Linked DNA regions of Mus musculus: region 1 is linked to region 2. Evidence: chromatin contacts called from public HiChIP or PLAC-seq data. All regions are on one chromosome and are shown on one strand. Each heading gives the region's core, a stretch centred on a gene start, on an enhancer-like site or on the middle of the called end of the contact. The rest is flanking DNA. Distances are from core to core; before and after follow the strand shown. Region 1 has its middle 15 kb from the start of Vwc2. Region 2 has its middle 8.2 kb from the start of Tns3.

The links. HiChIP or PLAC-seq counts read pairs in DNA pulled down with a chosen protein or histone mark.
Region 1: a contact with region 2 is called in an H3K27ac HiChIP or PLAC-seq map of embryonic stem cells, with 3 times the contacts expected there. The contact joins two enhancer-like sites. A contact is called at or near these places in 1 of 39 promoter capture datasets (hippocampal neurons) and 1 of 115 datasets of contacts at active chromatin or transcription factors (embryonic stem cells).

Annotation. Positions count from the first base shown.
Region 1 is chr11:11,096,168-11,101,889 of GRCm38.p6, forward strand. No RefSeq gene overlaps it. Among named protein-coding and RNA genes, the nearest start is that of Vwc2, 15 kb to the right of the region's middle. Within about 2 kb of position 2,479, at least 5 of the 459 cell types and tissues checked have an H3K27ac peak or open chromatin away from gene starts, as enhancers often do. A contact at or near this core is called in embryonic stem cells, where this site is marked.
Region 2 is chr11:8,669,621-8,675,810 of GRCm38.p6, forward strand. No RefSeq gene overlaps it. Among named protein-coding and RNA genes, the nearest start is that of Tns3, 8.2 kb to the left of the region's middle. Within about 2 kb of position 2,306, at least 7 of the 459 cell types and tissues checked have an H3K27ac peak or open chromatin away from gene starts, as enhancers often do. A contact at or near this core is called in embryonic stem cells, where this site is marked.

The DNA of each region.
Region 1 (5,722 bases), core at 1,229-3,728, 2.4 Mb after region 2:
ATGCATATATATTATACATATATATATTAGTTGAGTGCTTCAAATTAATGAGTTTCAAAGCTAATGAGTCAGGTGAAAACTGACTGCAAAATTCTAGCACAAGAGAGAGGCAATCATGAAAACTTTGCAATAGGAAAGATTAATGTAGACACGGACAGTTCCTGGGACAGGCACCAGCTCTTCACGGAGCTGGACCCATGGAAAGAAGAACCCAGTATAGTAGTGATTTAGTTGTTTATTTCACGTATCCAAATCTTATCCATTTTAGAGAGCTTTACTGGAGAACACAGAAGAGGAGTGACTCTATGTGTAGGTCTTGCATGTGTGAGAAAATATGTGTGTTACATCACATCCAAACCATCTTTGAAAGTGAATATGATTTATTATTTTGTGAATACTAAATAACTGAGGTTCACAGGACATCAAACTGACCCTTCAATAACGTAGACAGCTGTGGAAGTGCCATAAACTCAAATAGTTTATGCTCAAAGATGGTCCCTTATATTCAGCTCACTGACACTAAATGCAATTAAATAGGTCCTAAACAAACTTGTAGATAAAAAGAAAGTCCTAATTTTACATGTATTAAATGTGTGTGTGTGTGTGTGTGTGTGTGTGTGTGTGTGTGTGTGTGTGTGTGTGTATCATACTATATTCTTTGTAGACCAGAAGGCTGGCTTCAAATTCACAGAAATCCACTTACCTCTCCCTCCTGAGTGTTAGGGCTAACGGGGTGAGCCACCACACCTGGCTAAAAGATCTAAAGTTTTGAAGAAAAAAATAAAAAGAAAGGTTGAAAGGCAGAGAAATAGTGACTTCATTTCAATCATATGGTACTTAAACATCCCACAACAAATTGACTAGTTTGTTTTCCATTGACGGTTTTTGCCGGGCCAAGAAATATTTGTGGTCACCTTTAATGTAAAGACATGTGTTCAGTATAAGCAACATACTGTTATAGAAATGCTATCTTCATCTATCAGCTGTGAGGCTACGGACATCAATACACAGACCTCTGAATCATTTGATCAGTAGTTTTATTACCACAGTAAACTTTACAGGCTAAAATTCTTCTCCTAGTAGAAAATAATTAAAGACTGCTTCCAGTCTGTGTAAATGGCCTACCTTTAGTTCTAAGAGCTGCTGAGCCTTTCTTGCTAGGGTCAGTTTTGTAGTTTCCTCAATAGCTTTGTGGCAGCCACTTCATATGACTGATATGTGTCTACTTTGGCATGAAATGGTTAAATAAAGCAGCTCATCCAGGAGAGAACAAACAATATCAACAAAAGAATGGTTAAAAAAAAAAAAAGACTATGAGCTGGGCTCAAAGCAACAAATAGCTGTCAACATTCTGCTCTCCTAACAGACTGGGCCTTCTGCACATGGTACTGGAGAAGTTGAAACTAGGTTTTTCGGAAATCACATGCATCCTTCCAAAACTACAAAAAGTCACTGTGAAAGTTCTAGCACTGAGAGTGGCATCTTAGGTCTGCAAATACATATGTAAAAGTTAGCTTTCGGACTCTCAATAAAAACTTGTTGACAGATTCTGAAGGTGAGAATGGCAGAAATGGAGTTGGGGGTGGGGGGCTGGAGACAGAGCTCAGCTGTTGAACTCATCAGGAGTTCAGTTTCCAGAGTCAACCACTTGCAAATGCCTTTAACTCCAGTTCTAGGCAATCTGATCCTCTGACCTGCCTTCCTCCAGCACTAGCTGTACAGGTAGCATACACATACACACACACACACAGACACACACACATGTCTCACATCCATATCCAGTGAAGATAAGTCATCAAATAGTAAAAGCCTCAATTGAGTGACCACATTATTACTTATAATTATACATCTTATACATTGTTACAATCTTCCAAGTGGCCTCAAATGAGCAAATATGTTTGTTAGTGCACTTTATATAACTTTTAATATCAGTGAGCAAATTGTGTCCTTTTCCTTCCAAGAATATAAGAAATTTTGGATCCATTAAATATGACTCTCCAGAATGAAGAGTTTAGAATGTAAAGTGGTTCCTTTATACACTTATTTATTGATATTTACTTATTATTTATACAGTATGACAAAATGTCTATCAGCAATTTTCTGGTAAATATAAGGATAGAAATGCAATGTATAATGTAATGGTGTAGTTACATAATGATGTCTTCCTGTATAGAGTCAGAGTTGGAAAGCAATACCTTCCAATAGAAACAGCAAGTAAAGATGAACGCCACCTCATTGTTGGGCGATGGTTTTGTGCACTGTGTATTCAGATGCTGATTGCTGAGCCTAGAGATCTGGTTGCAATCCAGAATTGGCATTGTCATGATTATTGGAGCATTTCCTGTCTCAATGATGTGTAGATTGTTTTCCATCACTTCTGATTGGTTAAAGATCTAATTCAGCCTACACCGGGGAAGAGGTGAATAAAGGACTTCTGTTCCCAGTCAGGAAGTCCCAAACAAAAGGAGAGAGGCAGAAATGAGGAAGAAGAGAAGGACCAGGAAGATTCGCCCTGAGGACACACATGGAACAGAGTAAGCCAGAGCAAGACTCAGATTGCAGAAAGGGACCACCGTGTGGCTGGAAAGTAAGCTGACTTAGAGGGTTAAACCAGCTAAGTATCTGCCCAGCATAGTGCCTGCAGCTGTTAATAAATAGCTTAGGTTCCCAAATCATTTATTTGGGAGCTAAAATGAACTAGAGTGGGCATAGAAACACCCTGTCATCACTTGAGAGCAAAAGGGATGAAGAAAAGCCCAGGAACAACGCTTACATTCCATCAAGTTTGAATTACTTACAACAAATCTGTAATGCAGTTATGTATGGTGAAGTATATTATATTCTTTGTTAATCACCAAAGGAAATATTCCAAAATGAGTGACTTATTTTCCTGCTTCTATTCTAAAATACCCATGACAAAAAGCAGTTTGAGGAAGAAAGGGTTTATTTAGCGCACAGTTTCAGGTAATGGTCTGTAAGAGCAAGGAAGTCCCAACAGCTGGAGCTTGAGAGGACGTCACATCCACGGCAAGAGCAGAGAGCAGCAAGGGAGTCCCAGCATCTGGAGCTTGAGGGAACTTCACATCCACAGGCAAGAGCAGAGAGCCATACTTCAGCTCCGCTCCTGTTCTTAGCTTACACAGGAAAAGATCCCAAGTTGGGGAAAGGTACTGCTGCTCACTTTTAGGCTGTGCGTTCCTGCCTTCAGGAACTTATTATGACCCTTCACAGAGATTCTTAAAGGCTAACCTTGGTCTAAACAATCGCTTACAGGTATGCTCCAAGACCAGATAACCATCACAGGAAAAAAGCAGGAACTTTACAGCTCACTGTCAACCCTGGATAAAATCCAATACATGTTTACAAGTTTTAAAAATCAATAATAGAAAGAAGTTCCTTCAATACAGTGAAAGAAACCTGTTGGAGGTTGGTCTAAGGCTTTGATTCAATCTGGAATCTGCGTGTCCAGCCAAAAACTGAAGGTCCTTGTCCCAAATTGGTTTATGATGGATCAATAAAGATGCTAACAGCCAATAGCCGGACACAGGGTGGACACTTAGAGTTGTGCAGGCTAGGCTGCAGAGAGGAATAGAAGAGAATCCCCGTGACTCAGGGAAAGAAGAACAGGACAAAGTAGTGGCAAGAGATAGAGCCAATCAGCCATATGAGATTTCAGGTGAGTGGTCACTGCCTGTGTTAAGAGGGGGATGTTTAGGAGTTCCCAGCCTTTAAGGTAGCCAAGACATTTTAAAAATAAGTCAGTGTGTGTGCGTGCCTTTCATTTTCAGATCAAAAGATAGCTCCTGGGCAGGTGTGTGTGCCATCCTCCAGGAGCCAAAGCGGTATAGAAAAAAACTCATCACAACAGATATTCACAAATATTATGAATGTGTTTCATGTGTGGCTGAAAGCAAAGCTCTAAGGAGTTTGATTTTCTTTTGCAATGTTGACACAGAGGTTCCTAAAAAGTGAAATTCTACATTAATATAAAAAGTAAAAAAGATTAAAACTAAGGCTAATATAGAAAGCCAAATTCTATTCATGTCTACTCTCAATACAGAATTGAGAAATAAAAACTGTAGATGCCCTCATCTATGATAGCATCAAAAAACACCTTTTATGGGGAGAATGTCTTTATTCAGCTTATGCATGCTGATCACAGACTATCATTAAAAGTGTATTTTTTTTTATTTAAGAAATTACCTGTTATTAAAAGATCACAGAGAAAATAGACATAGAGATTGATATACTATGTTCATGGATTAGATTCAATATTTTTTAAGATGACATTTCTCCCTCAGCGCATTTATGGACTCAACTGACAAAACGAGTCCACTATTCAGGTGAACCTTTACCTTCCATGATTTAGGAAAACTAATGTGACCATTTAAAAAGCTATTGGAACTGACATTTTTTGACTGTAGGTCTTATAAAACTGCCGCCTTAGACACCATTTTTGTTAGCATAAAATATATATTTGTCACTAGAGAAACCCATGGAACAGAATGGAAAATTAAGAAACAGGATAGAGAAAATTGCAAAGCTCTTTGAAAGGAACATCATTCAGTGGAGGTGCGGAAGACTTGGTGGTGTCCATACAAAAAGAAATCAAACCTGTGCCTCGCTTATACCTACGGAACCTAGAACAGATTGTAGATCTAAAAATAAAGGATGACTTTAAGAGCTGGAGAGATGGCTCCATGGCTAATATACATAGTCGTCTTGAAGGGGACTCAAGGGCAGTTTCCAAACCCACTTTGAGCAGCTCATAAGCCTCTGTGATTCCAGCTGCAGAGAATCCAAGCACCCTCCTCTAGCCTTTTTAACCACCTACACATGCAGAGCCATACATCCAAATAAATACATAATGAATAACCAAATAATCTTAACTTATAAAACATCCAAAGGAAAACATGGGAAGTGGAAAGACTTCCCCTAAACCTTGTGATTAGCAAAAGCAGTTTTGAAAATATTTTTAAAGTATCAGTGAAGAAAATGTATTTTGTAGATTAGAATTTATTAAATAAAAATAGCTACTTTTCAAGAGAATTTTTAAAAAAAGTTGAAGCTTTTAAAACTTCCTAAAACTAATGAAAACAGAGGCAAGTATTATATTTTATGTATTTAGACCCAAAATATATGAAGTTCAGTTACTTAATACAAAAGATAAGCAGCCAACTTTTGCATAAGTGTGCCAACTCATCACTGAATAAGACATGAAAGGCCAAAAGTACATAAGAAAGTGACAACATTGGTTAGTCAAAATGCAAGTACACTTACAAGCCACACTGCAATATCCCTTCAAACCCACCCAGGAGGTTAAAACTGTGCAATTCCTAACATCAATGCTGACAGCATGTGGTACCATGGGAGCTTTCAAGGACTTCTAGTAGAAGCATAAAAGGTATAAAGACATTTTGGAAAGTAACTTGATAATGTCTTGTAAATCTATATACAGATCATAAGCACAATAATTCATTTTTTCTGAAATGTATGTAAAAATTACAAAAGTAAAAAGTATTCAATCTACTTCAAGGCTTATAGTAAAAATGTAGACATCATACAAATGTCCATTAACAAGTGAATGGAAGAAAATCAAATGGTAGAGCCATGAAACAGAACATTCCATGATAGAAAGTAACAGCTTCCTGAGGTGTATAGTTATAGAATGAATCACAAAATCATAGTCAAAAAGGCCAGATATTATATAAAACGTATGACT
Region 2 (6,190 bases), core at 1,056-3,555:
CTTGTCTTTCCTGTGGCATCACTTGCTAAACTGGGCACCTGTGTCTTCCATCTAGCCACTGGAGACCACGTCTGTCCACAGCTCTGTCTTCTCCACCTTGCTTTAAGCTTTCTGGATTTATAGCCTGAGGTTAGGCAACCTACATGGGTTTCAACTGCTACAGTGGCCATTTATTGTGGCTTTGGCAAACTAACTAACCCCATGGTACCTTGGTTTCTTCCATCAAACGCGAAGAAAAGAGTAAAGTCAATCTCCATCCAGCTCTCCTGAATGCTAGGTAAGATTCAGCATCGTGCTCAGTACTCTGTACAAATACCGGCCATCACAACTGAATACCTTCATCTCTCGTACCCCCGACCTCTCCCACATAGTACGCATGAAGACCACTCCATTAGGGAACTGCTCACCTGGCACTGCATTCATACATGTTTGATTGACATTGTACTAATGGAATCCTTCTGACCTCTGTAGTGCCTCTCAAATCCAAATCAATATTCTGCTTTATGTAAGGTTTCCAAACCTTGAAGATCATCACTTTGGGGACAGGAAGGATAAACATTCAAACTTCCATCTCAGATCTCCGAGTTCCCAGTCTGGGTCCAGGAATGCACTGTGAGAAAAGAGTTTTCTAGATTATCTTGTAAAACCCACTTTAAGAGAGTTGCTTATCCTGGTGCATTCATTATTACTCTGAGACTATTAAAGACTATCTGGAGCAGCCATTTAGCTGACTATCTTTCCAACAGTTCTAAGGTAAGAATTTGGATCTGTTGTAGGTTGGAGATGAGATGCCCTGCCATCTATCCAGTCTGGCCCTGCAGGGCACACCTCAGGAGGGGCTCACTCACTACGATCTGGAGGTCATACAGATTCCAATAGTCTGAAAGGCACCCAAAAGCACACAAGACGTGCTCTTTTCATAGACTTTGAAGGCATGCCATGACAACTCTACACACAAAGCAGAGGCTTTCCCCTATAACTATCCAGGGTTGTCTGAACCAAGAAAGCACCAGTCTCCTCAAACCACACTCACTCTCCTGATATACTCACCTGCCTCCCCTGTCTCATCTCTGCCTCAGTGGCATCTGGAGCCCACTGCCAGAAGTGTTAAACAGCACGTAAGAAAGCCCAGGTCCTCCATGACAGACTCAGAGTATGCATTCCATTTTCACCATCAGAATCAAGCAGGTTATCGCACCCCCACACGACTGTTGCCAACTTAACAAATTATTTTATTGTGTGAGCATGAAGGTCATGGCCTATGAATGAGGATCCGAGGTCAAAATCGTGGAGTTGGCTCTCTCCTTCCAGCTTCATGTTGGTTCTGGGTTCAACTCAGGCCTCCAGGTACCTCTCTACCCTCTAAGCCATCTGTTGGCTTTCCATAGTTAGCCTAGGAACTCTGAAACCCACTCCCCACCACACCCCACTCCATATTTCACACCCCAATCCCAAGTGCACACACACACCCTTGCTCTGTCTGCTCAGGCCCTCAAGTTCCCTGGCATAGACTGGGAGGTTGAGGGTGGTGGGCTGCAGCTGTTGGCATAACTATTTTTAACTTATGTTTTCTTAGAAATTACATTTCTTAGAAATTACACAATAAGCGAATAAATGACCATCCACATTACTGTTTTTCCTTCCATTTTCCAATTTTTCAGAGTTCTGTATGATAAAACACAGAAGTTCCAGCAGCCATCTCTAAACCCACCTTCCCCACCCAACCCAAAGCCCCAAACTAGTCAAAAAGGCACCTAACACATGCCTGTCTCCATTTACATCAGTCTAAACTCAGCCCTGCCCATGCCTCCCAAGAACTGAAACATAGCAGATCTCACACACACACACACACACACACACACACACACACACACACACACACACACACCCTACATCTTTGGATGCTTTGCCCGATGCCACTGACCTCTTTCAGAATTAGTTATTTGATTCAATCTACTGGAAAATCTTAATAATTAAAACAAAACTTTCCCTCCTTGCCTGCTGCAGGCTTCAGGATTTGTGTCAAGTGGAGACTCCATATTCTGCCACTTAAGCTCTGGTGAATGCTACACAAACCATAATTCAATTCACAGAACCAGATAGAGGGAGGGACCTGTAGGTATGGAACAATGGCTAAGGTGCCTATTTAACATATCAAATTAGACCCCGCCTCCAGGTTCTCCCAGCATCCCTCAATCCCTACTTTTTACAGGGTGTGGCTGACACACCCAACCCCCTTCCCTGAACTCTCCATCCCAGAGGCCAGGCTGCCCTTCCCCCAGAGGCTCCTCCCTATATAATCCAGACATTTTGGTTACCCACCCCGCTTTTTTTCTCCTCTCTTCCCTCCACTGTCTCCCTATGCTGTTCAAGGTCATGACCGCTCCAGACTCTCCCAGGTGTGTCTGCCTCTGGCTATGCTCTCCCAGGTGTCTATCATAAACGTTCTCTTCCACCACACCTGGAAGCAGTCATCTCCTTTCCTTTGCTCTCTCTCTTCCCATTCAGGAATGGCAGTTTCTCATTCCAATTTTGGGGGTCTTGTATTACTTTGGCTGACTATTCAGTTTTATGTGCAGTGAGGGTTGGGTGGTTTGGTGAAAGATTCTACCCTTTAGAGAAGAGAAGAAAAAGGCTGGTTTGGCGCAGCGCACAAAGAGCAGAGGGCATGAGAGTCATAGAAGGAGAGCCAGCATATGGTGATGGGCTGTGAGGGCTTCTCTGCTTTGGAGGAGCTCTTGTTTGGTAAGGCTGAGCTGCCTTACAGTTCTCATCATGTCGCTCCTGCCACACAGATGGAGGAAGCTGTCACACTGGAATGGAGCTGATTTTGATTGGCCATACCATTTGTGCTGTTCTACATATAGTTTGGGTAGAATAGAATGTGCCTTTTCTGTTCTGTGGACACTTGCTGGACCAGGTTTTAATCTCTTTCTGATCTCTCCCTCCACACTATTTTAGGAATTCAGAAACCACTTCCCCAAGGCTCCATAGGTCTTAATCATACGTGAGAAAATTGGTGTAGTAGAGCAGGTGACCTAAGAGACCTGGCTCCTGGATCTTTTTTTTTTTTTTAAAGATTTACTTATTTATTATATGTAAGTACACTGTAGCTGTCCTCAGATACTCCAGAAGAGGGCATCAGATTTCATTACGGATGGTTGTGAGCCACCATGTGGTTGCTGGGATTTGAACTCGGGACCTTCGGAAGAGCAGTCGGCACTCTTAACCACTGAGCCATCTTGCAAGCCCCCTGGATCTTTCTCCAGGTACAGTCAAGTCCTTCATCACACTAGGCTTTTGTCCAAGTTCTAGCTACATCCTGAAGGTCCAGTGTCTAGTCAGAGATTTACTGTGGGTGTCCCTAGTCTCATTCATACCATTTAAGCAGTATTTGCCCCAATAGACCTTCAGCAGAGAAAGACTGCCCATGGGCTCCTTTGTTATAATCTAAGAGTGTTATTAGAAACCCAAAAAATGATAAAGGGGCTATACCACAATACCAAAAATGACACAATGTTAACATCCCCTAGAGGTGAGGGGAAAAAAAATAATTTTGAGGGCAGGAGCAGGGGAAGGGAAGTTGAGAAGGGAGTAGAGACAGAGGAAGAAAGGGGACAGAGAAGGAGAGAGAGAGGAGAGGCTGGCCAGGAACACCTGGAGGGGGGGGGGGTGGGAAAAAGGGATCAGAGAGAGAAGTGAGTAAGAGAGAGAGAGAGAGAGAGAGAGAGAGAAGGGGCAGACACACACACACACACACACAAACACACACACACGGAGCAGGTATACAAATATTCAAATATTCCCTCCTGGGTTTAGCTGGTAGATCATCAGGTGGTAGTTGGAGATCTGGATAACGCTGACAAAGAGGGTCTCACTGATACCGAGAATGGTTTGGGGACTGTGCTGGTTAGGTTTTGGTCAACTTGACATTAGCTAGAGTCATCTGGAAAGAGGGAATGTTCACTGAGACCATCAGATTGTGAGGCAAATCTGCGAGGCGTGTTCTTCATTAATGATTGGCGTAGAACAACCCAGCCCACTGTCATCAGTACCACCCCTGGCAAGGTGGTCCTAGGTGATATAAGAAACCAAGCCATGGGGAGCAAGCTCGTAAGGCAGCGTTTCTTTGTGGTCTTTCCTTAGTTTCTGCCTCCAGGTTCTTGCACAGCTCATGCTTCCCTCAGTGACGGATTGTGACAGGGAAATGTAAGTGAAAGAAACCCTCTTCCCGTCCAAGTTGATGTTGGTGAATGTTTGATCACAGCAATAGGAAGGAAACTACAGCTGGGACATCCCCACAAAAACCAGACCTCTGACCATATATGTCCTGCTCACTACCTCAGACTCATCCGGGCTAAAGCTCCAAGAATTCCATTGCAGAGGCACCCTTTGGTGACAAATACTTCCCTGACCTGGAGCAAGGCTGGCTAGTTGTGATCCTTTGGCCTATGCTCTTTAACCTTGTCCAGGGAGGGGGTGGGGTAGGATATGGATTCCTTGAGTCACTTAAGAGGGAGCTGGACTGGATTAGGAAATTAGGCACGGACTGGGGGAAAAGATGAATGAGGTTAGGTTGCCGAAGTTTCATGCATCTGTGGCTCTGGAGATGGTCATATTCGGTCTTAACTGTCAATCTAACATAGTCACATTTCCCGGGGGAAGAAGATTTTGCCCAAACTATTCACAGGTGGACAGAAAAGGCATGTTTGCATATGGCCCTGTGTGGCGATATATGCCTTTACTCTCAGCTCTCAAGAGACAGACAGAGAGAGGCACATCTTTGTCAAATTGAGGGTCCCTTGGTCTACAGAGTGAAGAGACGACATATCAGGCCAGCTAGATACATGGTGAGACCCTGTGTCAAAGAAAAGCAAACAACAACAACATACTTAGAAGGGATCTTAGAAGCAGAAAAGAGGTTCCTAGTAATAACGGGCTTGTTCCTTCCTTCCACGTGGGTGGTTACAAACAACTGTTTATCTCAAAATAGGCTTTTCTTTTGTTCCCATGTATTCCACCATGAACTTATATATGTTTTGCAATGAGAAAAGGACTCACAGTCCTTACCACTGTTTCTGAGCACTCTATGATTGTAACACTGGCACCTTGTCATCTGACTGTCTCACAGTGTAGGCCATGGGCTGTAGATCCTAACATTCACAGAAAACTCCTGCAACACCCACTCAAGTAGTGAACTTTGGGTGCTGTTTCCAAGCAAAGCAAATGTCATTTCTCCAAACAACAGTGACATGAAGCAGCTTTTCACCCTGGTCAGCTCTCACCACATATTTGGGATGCCAAGATTCTTTCAAATAGTGTGGAAAGTCCCAACAACCAGCCTAGATGTCAACCTCTGAGTAAATAATTTCTCTTGCCAACATTCCTTTCTGGGGTGAGCCTCCCAACTTTTCACAGGATGCTGTCTGTAACCTCAGCAAAGAGCGACAGGCCCTGTGGTGAGCAGCATACAGCATATACCCATATGTGCCATATGAAGGATGCTAGATCCAGGTTCCTTCATAGCATCTTAACTTCCTGTCTGAGAAGAGGTGGTTGCTGCAGGTGGTGAGGTAGTGGAAAGAAGAATAGATTAATGCAGCTGGGGGTGGGTGGGGGGACAGAGAGAGAGAGAGAGAGAGAGAGAGAGAGAGAACAGCAAAATCAAGGTGATTGTCCAGCAGTAGGTCCTTCCTTCCTTTTGAGGAATGCCCAGGGGTGGAAGAGAGTTTACTAATAACTCAGCCTGACTCATGGAGCCCAGCAGTTCCTTATCTCCTATGCTAGAGTGAATGGAAGGGAGAATTCCTAATGTTAAGCTTCAAGGAAACTCTCTTCTCTGCCCACCTAGTATCTATAATAAAATTATACCAGGAATTGTACATGTTATCATTTGTCTATAGTTTCAGGGAAGAAGCTGAGGTGGAAGAATGTGGTGTAAGGCCGGCCTGGGCTACTTACCAATTACCTGTCTCAAAAGAGGTGGTGGGTAGGCAGCTAGATTGGCAAGTGACCAGTGTAGCTTTGCTTGGATGATGCTGGAGAGTTCATGGGACTCAGATGCAGTAAGGACAAGCAAAAGACCACTGGCGGTTGGAAGCTATAGGGTAAGTCTGTCGACATTCGGCAGACAAAGTGGGCTCAGAGTCTTAACAGAGTCAGAGGAGACAAAAGACTTGGAGAAGCATCC